Regions from separate parts of the Ovis aries genome. Here region 1 is linked to region 2. Evidence: chromatin contacts called from public Hi-C data. All regions are on one chromosome and are shown on one strand. Each heading gives the region's core, a stretch centred on a gene start, on an enhancer-like site or on the middle of the called end of the contact. The rest is flanking DNA. Distances are from core to core; before and after follow the strand shown.

The links. A called contact is a pair of places that touch in the nucleus more often than the background predicts.
Region 1: a contact with region 2 is called in a Hi-C map of hypothalamus, with 2.6 times the contacts expected there. The contact joins the enhancer-like site here to the promoter of RPP40 in region 2. A contact is called at or near these places in 2 of 16 Hi-C or Micro-C datasets (hypothalamus and tail adipose tissue).

Annotation. Positions count from the first base shown.
Region 1 is chr20:49,101,553-49,106,023 of ARS-UI_Ramb_v3.0, reverse strand. No RefSeq gene overlaps it. Among named protein-coding and RNA genes, the nearest start is that of ECI2, 55 kb to the left of the region's middle. Within about 2 kb of position 3,128, at least 29 of the 54 cell types and tissues checked have an H3K27ac peak or open chromatin away from gene starts, as enhancers often do. A contact at or near this core is called in hypothalamus and tail adipose tissue, where this site is marked.
Region 2 is chr20:48,684,329-48,688,679 of ARS-UI_Ramb_v3.0, reverse strand. RPP40 (ribonuclease P/MRP subunit p40) reads right to left here and starts at 1,272. Exons shown (of 9, transcript XM_042236802.2): 1 at 1,122-1,272; 2 at 1-8.

The DNA of each region.
Region 1 (4,471 bases), core at 1,879-4,378, 420 kb before region 2:
TGTGTCCCGTGGTGTCTGGCTTCTATCAGCATAATCTTTTCCAGGTTCACGCATGTTGCAGTATGTGTCACAACCTCATCTTTTAATGGCTACACAACATTCCGTTGTTTGGCAGACCACATTTGTTTATCCATTCATCAGCTGATGGACATTTGGGTTATTCCCACTTGTTGGCTTTTATGAATGATGCTGCTGTGGGCGTGCGCATGCAAGTCATTGTGTGCATATGTTTTCAGCTCTCAGGTGCATACTTAGAGGCGGAATTAACTCCACGCCTAACTTCTTGAAGAACTGCCAAACAGGATTCCAAAGGGAGACACGCTTTTCATTCCCACTGGTGATGTATAGGGCTTTCCAGGTGGCTCAGTGGTAAAGAATCCGCCTGCCAATGCAGGAGACACAGGAGACGTGGGTTCAGTCCCTGGGTCAGGAAGATCCCCTGGAGGAGAAAATGGCAACCCACATCCGGCATTGGAATTGCCTGGAGAATCCCCAGGCCAGGGGAGCCTGGTGGGCTACAGTTCACAGGGTCGCAAAGAGTCAGACTGAGCAGCTAAGCAGGCACGAGAGGTCCCAATGCCCCATGTCCCCACTGACGCTTGTCACGTGTCCATCTTTTTGATTATGGCCATCCTAGTTGCTGTGAAGTGGTATCTCATGGGGATTCTGATTTGCATTTTCCTAACGATTAGTGACGTAGAACATCTCTTCATGTGCTTATTGGCATCTGTGAACCTTTAAAGAAACGCATATTCAAATCCTCTGCCCATTTAAAAGTTTGTTCGTTTTTAAGTGATTGATTTGTAAGAGTTCTTCATATATTCTGGACACTAGACTCTTATCATTTAGATCTGCTAATATCTTTCTCACTTTGCAGGGTGTCTTCTCACTTTCTTGGTGGTGTCTTTTGAAATACGAACATTTTTCATTTCAATGAAGTCTGATTTATCTATTTTTTCTTGTGTTGTTTGTGCTTTTGGTGTGCGTCTAACCCAAGGTCGTAAAGGCTTACTCCTGTCTTCTTCTAGGACTTATGTCTCTGATCCAAGGCAACTTGTGTGTGGTATGAGGTTCAGGTCCAACTTTGCCCTTCTGCATGTGGATATCCAGTTATCCCAGCACCACTTGTTGAAAAGACTATTTTTTCCACAAAACAGTGGACTGTGTTGGCACCCTTGGTGAGACTCAGTTACCTATAAATATATGAATTTATTCCTGGACGCTCAACATATGTCTATCCTTATGCCAGTACACACGATCTCGATCTGTGTAGATTTGTCCTGAGTCATGAAATAGGGAATCTGTCTTCCAACTTTGATCTTTTTCAAGATGGTGTTGGCTATTTTGAGTCCCTTGTATTTCTGTATGAATCTATTTGTCAATTTATGCCAAAGAAAAGGCAGCTGGGATTTTCAAAAGGATTGTGTTGAGTGTGTAGACCGACTTGAGGAGTACTGCCATCTTAGCATTATTTGGTCTTCCACAGTGTTCCTCTTAAAAACCAAAACAAACCTCAAACTTCAGCAGTTACTCGGCTCACACAACCAACAATTCTTCAGTTTTCCTGCAATAGCTCCTATTTCCTCCAGGGACTTTAAAGATGGAATGCTTTATCCTTGTAAATGAATTATCTTCTTTTACCAGTCAAACTTAACTTACACTTACTTATTCAACCAGAACGGTTCTGTTTTAGTGATGGGAAAGCCAGGGCGAAAGACACGCGTTCAGAGCCCTGCCCAACTTGCCGCACAAGAACAGGGGGATTCGTGATGGAAACGAGAGGCTCTGCTTGCACTCCTCTGTTCTCCCAAAGTTTAAGCAAGAGCTGCTTTCATATCCTGGCTGCTCTCCATTCATCTACTTTTATGTGAAATTCATAAAAAAGTATTGCATTTCCTTGAATCTGTTTCTTTCTTTTTATAATAGTGGTGTGATCCAGGTGCCCAGCTGACCTCCCAGGCCTGTGTCTTTAATATAAATCACACTTCCTTTGATGACAACCGCAGTGGCCTGAGCCCGCCAGGTCTAGCCCCTCACACTGTCTCCCACGTGCTTCTGTGAGTCCCGGGAGGGCGGCTCACCCACCCGGAACCAGCCTGTCAGCCCATTGCCTCTTCTTCACCCATCCCGCACTCCGTCTCCAGGAGACACCCATCCTCGAATTACCAGACCATGCAGGGGTGCTTTTTCGGATTTGTTTGAATCTCCTAGCCCTGTGGGGCACCAGAGCAGAGCTGTCTCTACACAGATGAAGAAAATGGTCTTATCCACCTGAATGCAGCAACTCTCTCAGAATTCTTGAAAAATCCAGTAGGCGTGGGGCCCTTGGACCCCTCCTCACACTCTGGTGGGACTGAAGTCCTCCAGGGGACAAGGCAGCAGCCCCCCACCCCGGCCTCCCACCCGGCCCCTCACCATTCTCCTCTGCTTTCCATGACCTCGGCCCCATCCCTCCTCCTTCCTCCAGGGTTGCCAGACAGCAGCTTGAATGAATGCCTGCCCACCTGGGGAAAAGGAGCATGTGGTGTGTGTGTGAGTGTGTGAGTGTGTGAGGATGTGTGCGTGTGTGCATGAGTGTGTGTGTGTGAGGATGTGTGTGTGTGAGGATGTGTGTGTGAGTGTGTGTGTGAGTTGTGTGTTTTGGTGGGCATCTCACCAACAACAGGTGGGCACCTGCAGGAGTTCCTGAAGTTGAAAAAGTCGCCCACTCCCAAAGACATCATGAGGATTAACGTAAGTAAGGCAAATACAAATATATTAAAATAAAACAAAATAAACAGAGAACAATGCCCTCTCCTCCCCCAAAGCCCTGGTACAAACAAGACACTTCCCCCTGGGTTTTAAAATATTGAAGTGTTAAGACCCCTTTTCTGGTTAAAGGCACGTAGTCCAAAGACGTCTCGAGGCCACAGTGGAAACGTCACCAGGCCAGTGATTCCAGGACAGGCCCCTGGGCTACCCCTCCGCCCCACCGTGTTCTTCCTGAGGAGTGACAGGGTCCCTCCAGGCCAGGATGAAGGTCAGACTCGGAGTCAGAGTTACTTCCTCCGCTCATCTCCGGCCCCTGGGGATGAGCCATGGTCTGTGGGTTTAGGCAGCTGGTGCCAGGGATTAGCGCCTCCTCCCCGCTCTCTGCCTGGGCAGGAGGTGGACAGAGGGTGGCCCTGCCCACTCGCCTGCTGCCCACAAGGCCGGGCATTTCAGTGCAGTCGCTCCCCTTGGCTTCGGCCAAAAATAGCAGCCAGTTTCATCCACCGAGAGCAAGGCCTTTCCCAGGACCTTCCTTCGCAGAAATCCCACGGCGGTTTGGAGGCGCCCCCGCATCCCCCCCACCCCCGCCTCCTATCCCAGCCCGCAGGCCCGCCCCTCCACTGCCGGCCCCGCTCCCCAGGCGGGACCGCAGCCTCCGCATCCCGCTGCCCTTTGGGCACACGGTGCGCCCGGGCATCGGGACAAAGCGCCCCCGCTGCAGCCTGCGGGGCTGGCCGCAGGGTCCGGGTTAGGAGGTGCGGAGGAAGAGGTGCGGCCCCGAGGACCTTGCGAGCCCGGAGCCTCAGCCCTCCTTTCGCTTCCGTCTCCGCACGCGGCTACTGGCGGCCCGGGTGTCTGCGGATGGCCGGAGAGGTCGAAAAGCAGAAGCAGAAGCAGGGCCGCGCGAGCCAGGCCCCGAGCCAGGTCGCACGTGACCGCCCTCTGCCCCGAGCTCACGTGGGGGCGTCGGGCGCCGGAAGCACCGAACACAGCAGCGGGCGAACCGGGCGACAGGCAGACGCCAGCCGGCGCGGGAGGGCGAGGGCGGGGCTCTTTCCGCAGGGTCCTCAGGGAGGTCTGAGCCGAGTCTAAGTTTGCCGCGGGGATAAGCACGCAGCAGAGCATCCCGTGAGAGCAAACAGGGTGTCGAAACCTGCGGAGAGGGCTGGAGGGGCCGTGAGCCAAGAGGGAGCCCGAGGGGGGCTTGGGCCCTTCACCTCCTTAAGCGCCGCCTGAAAGACGCTCACCAGAAGCGGCGAGCTTGCGCTGTGGGCTCCGCTTCAAGGGACGCCCGTCTCCTCCCCTTTGGATCCTCTGTTTTAACGTGAGCAGCCACTGGAGGGCGTAGGGGTTTGGGGAGGAAAGACTGACCGGGCAGAATTTTTGTTGTTCAGCTGCTCAGTCGTTTCTGACTCTGCGATCCATGGACTGCAGCACGCCAGGCTTCCCTGTCCTTCACCATCTCCCGGAGTTTGCTCAAACTCCTGTCCATCGAGCCGGTGATGCCATCCAACCGTATCATCCAATGTTGTCCCCTCCTCTTCCTGCCTTCAATCTTTCCCTGCATCAGGGTCTTTTCCAGTGAATCGACTCTTGGCATCAGGTGGCCAAAGTATTGGAAGTGATACTTCACCTTCAGTCCTTCCGATGAATATTCAGGGTTGATTTCCTTTACGATTGAGTGGTTTGACCTCCTCGCAGTCCAAGGGACTCTAAAGAG
Region 2 (4,351 bases), core at 23-2,522:
AACTGTCCCTTAGGGCGTAAGGAATTTGGGGATACTGGTTATTAACAGGCCACATGGAAGCAGAAGTCAGCTTGGTGTTCCCACTGTCCCGACGGAAAAGCTCTGCACGTGGGCTGGGGAGGACACAGTGCACCTCCCAGACGGCTGTCTGTGAAGAGTTATCCATCCAGAGCAGAGACGTTCAACCCGACAGGTTTCAAGCGGTGCCCGGCCGCTCCACACCTTGAAAAAGGCCACTCTCCCAAAGCGGGGACACTAACCGGGGTCGCCACTTGTGTCTGAGACACTGGCCAGTGAGGCCGAGCTGAGATTAGGCTGATCAGCTTAAAAGCGTGCGAGGCTTCACGCGCTTCCATTTTAAGGTCTAGTCTGGAGTCCTCCCCACTTGCACGGGTCCGCGAAGCCTTCCCAGCAGACACTGCCCGGGAGTCAGGGGGCTTCTCCTCCCCAGGAAGGTCCAGTAACCACCCCCACTGACGCCTCAGCCACGAAAAGGGCCCCGGGGCGGGCGACACTTCCAGGGAACACCAGCAAACATCGCTGTGGGCAAGGCGGCCGAGGCGAATTTCTACCAAAAGCTGCCCAAATGCCGCCCTGGCGCTCTGGATGGACAAGGCGGAGAGCAGCGGGCAGAAGAAAGAGCTTTTCAGGGATCAAACTAGCGCCCGTAAGCGGTTTAGAGGAGCAAGCAGCTCCCGGGCGGAACTGGGCCGGCCGCTCCGGAGAGGCGCGCGGGTGCAGGAACCCAGCGGCAGGGAAGGAGGGCGGCCGCCCCGCCCGTCCTGGCCCCGCCCCCGCCTTCCGGCCCCGCCCCAGGGACGCAGCACGCCTGGGGCGGGGCCAGGCCACAGCAAGAGACCAGAGGCCCCGTGAACCCTGCCCCGCCCTCCGACGGCGGGGCACCGCCCCGCACCGGTGCACCCTGGGACTTGTGGTCCTCAAGCGAGCCAACACAGGAGCCTGGAGCCACGGAGAGACTACAGCTCCCAGCATGCCGAGCGAGGGCCCCGCCCCTCCACGCGACGAGGGCGGGCCCCCGGAGCAGAGCCCGGCTCTCCCCCAGCCTCCCGCGCCCGCGGGAGGGAGCGTGCGCGATCCGCGGACCGAGGGCCAGGACTCACCCTGTAATTGTAATAGTGCGTCTCCACGAGATGCCGGTGGCGCGACTTGTCATGGCCGAAGTTGGACTTCTCACAGACCAGCAGGTGCCGGGGCACCTCTCGCAGCCGGCGCAGCGTGGCCATGCTCTCCCCGCGCAGACCCTCCAGGCTCGGCTCGCCCCGCCCCTTCCCTCGCCCCGCGGGCGTGCGCAGTGCCGGCAGGGCGCACGTGCGCAGGCTGCCCGGGTAGGGGCGGGGCTAGCGCCGGGGCGGGGCTAGCGCTGGGGGCGGGGCTAGGCCTCGGGATCCTCAGCCGGAGCTCTCTGATGGGTAAAGGAAAGGCGCACTGCCCGGAATGAATTCCCTTGTCAGACTCCCTCCTCTGGGCCCCAGGTTGCCCCTTCCCAAACTGTCAAGGAGGTTTGTGTCTAATACCTTCAATAGAACTCCTTAAGACTTCTTCAAAACCACTTTTAAGATCCTTTTAAAAATATCCTTTTGGGGAATTCTCTAGCCATCCAGGGGTTAGTATTCAGTGCTGGAGCCAGGGTTCAATCCCTGGTTGGGGAAATGAAGATCCCACAAGCCGGCGCAACCAAAAAAAAAAAAAAAAGAATGAAAAATAGACTTTTGGAACCGCTTTTAATAATTTGTTGCTATTGGAAGTTATAGTGATAATTCGTTTTTCCACCTAATCTTTCTGACCAACTGTAAGTACTATACTACACACTTTTCAAACTGGAATCTGCACAGCCCAATTCTATGCAGAGAGGATGCAAAATAACAGAATATTTGTGTTCTGGAGCATCAGTTTTACTATAAGATGTGGAAGAAGAGAAGTTAAATAATTTAGAAGATGCATGGATGCATGAGTACTCAGTCGTGTCCAACTTTTTTTGCAACCCCATGGTCTGTAGCCTGCCAGGCTCCTCTGTCCGCGGGATTTCCCAGTCAAGAATACTGGAATAGGTAGCCATTGCTTTCTCCAGGGGATCTTCCTGACCCAGGGATCGAACCCACATCTCTTGAATTGTAGGCGGATTCTTTACCACTAAGCCACCTGGAAAGCCCAATTTAGAAGATAAGTATGTGTAAGTCTGGGCTTCCCAAGTGGTGCTAGTGGTAAGGAATCCACCTAGCAATGCAGGAGACCCAAGAGATGAGGGTTAGATCCCCTAAAGGAGGAAATGGCAACTCACGCCAGTCACATGTGTAAATCTCATCCAAAACTAAGGCTGGTCAGTTCTTCACCATTACTCCTGTGCCTCAAAAGTCAGATTATCTCTGCAAATATTCTAAGGGACACCAATTTTCCATTATTTTAAATAGGAAGAATGATAAAGAAATAGCAAGTTGATCAAAAAATTCCCAATCTCCTAAATCACAACAAGGCACTTAGATACAACTTACAAATATCATATTAGCATGTAAAATGCTTAAAGCATTGCTTCATGGGCACCACACAATTCAGTAGCAGTGGCCTCTCTTAGACCTGCAGCGTCAGAGGTGGACCTCTCCTAGGTTGGTACTCCAAAGCTCTGCAAAGTGACTGTTGCGATTCTGATGGTGCACCAGTAATGTGTGAAAGCAACATGAAGCTTTTCTAACAAGCCCTTTAGGTGAAAATGTTGTATTAACTTTTGAAGGCTCAGTGTAACTCCTATGCGTGTAAACTTCAGCTTTTCTCTACAATACTTCATCAAAATGGCTCTGTCGCCCCTCCGCGCTGTCTCTAGTCCACAACCACTGCTGGCCGCCTTTCTCTCTGGTCACTGCAAATGCCAGCCTCCCGACTGTCTTGCCCTCCTACAGTCAGCATCCAGACGATCTCTTGAATATATGAATAACATGACATATATCTAGGGCCCAGCCTCTACACCTGTCTGCACCACACATCGATTAACAATAAAGAGACGTTTCTTTATGACTTGCTGGGTTCTGGGCACATAATAAATACGTGTGAATGACTCTCCAACCAGTTACTGCCCCTGGAGGACAACAGGCATACTCCGTTCACCTTTCCAGCTCTCGCACCATTCAAGCACACGGTAGCTGCCCCATAAATACGTTTGTTTAACAAATACTTCTTACCCATATTTCCATACCCAGATCCTAACATTCCATCAGGAGTCAAAATATTAACAACTTGGATAAATGAACTTGCACGTGAACAGAGGACTGGCCCGGGGGAGGGGCTGGTCCAGTTTAAGGTGGGTTTGCAGCAGACAGCAGGTGGTCAGCCCAAAGGCCTCGCTCCCTGTCTGCTCTCCAGCTCGTGAGGAGGGCAGAGGAGCCACCACCCTCCTGTTGGGCCTGGATCAGGCTCCTCCTAAAGCTGGGGCTCTAGCCCTTGTGTGCTCCAGGCCTGTAGGGCACAGCCCCTCGGGCTGGAAAGGGCTCTGTCCAGGCTCAGCGATTCTAGCACTCTGGACAGCTCCATTTCCCTCCAGGTGTCGGGGTGGAGTTTGGGATCAGGACCCTGTCCCGTGTGTGCAGAGGACTCGGGGGCCTGCAGACAAGCTGACTCACAAGGATCTTTGAAGAGCGCTGCCCACCGTGGCTGGTGGTCTCATCTCTCCCACGCCTGAACTGTCGAGAGACACAGGGTCTCCAACCAGAGGCCCCAACCTGAGCCTGGGAGGCTGCAGAGACCGAGGTTTAGGGCACAAGCTCACGGGCTGGGGAAGGATGCAGCCGCGGGTGGGTGGGCTGAGGGCGGGGGCTTCCCGTGGACGATGCAGCCTCCGGCGGGGCTGTCCTGTGGCCCAGGAGCCCAGGTGGTCATCACTCGGTCAGGCTCAGGCCATCAGTGAGTCCTGGGCCGTTCCCACGCGCAGCCCATGCTCAGCACTGACCCAGCCTGCCGGCCATTGTGGCTGGGGGGAGGGGGTGTCTCCTGTGGTTTTTGCTGGTCTGAGAAAGTGCATGTCCCTTCACTTTTGAAGGATAATTTCACTGGATTCTAAGTTGAAGAGATTTTTCAGTTTTGCTTGCATGATTTGTGAGACATCAGGTGAAATTTTATCCCTGTCCCTGTAGGGGTAAGGTGTTTGTTTCCTCTGCTTTCTTCAAGCGTTTCTTTGTCCTTGATTTTCTGCAGTTAGAATACAACATGTTTTGGTGTAGGATTTTTTTTAGTTTTTTTTGGTATTTGCCTGCATAGCGCTCTCTGAGCTTCCTAGATCTGTGGTTTGATGTTTATCATTAATTGGGGGAAATCCTCAGCCTTTATTACTTCAAATATCTCTTCT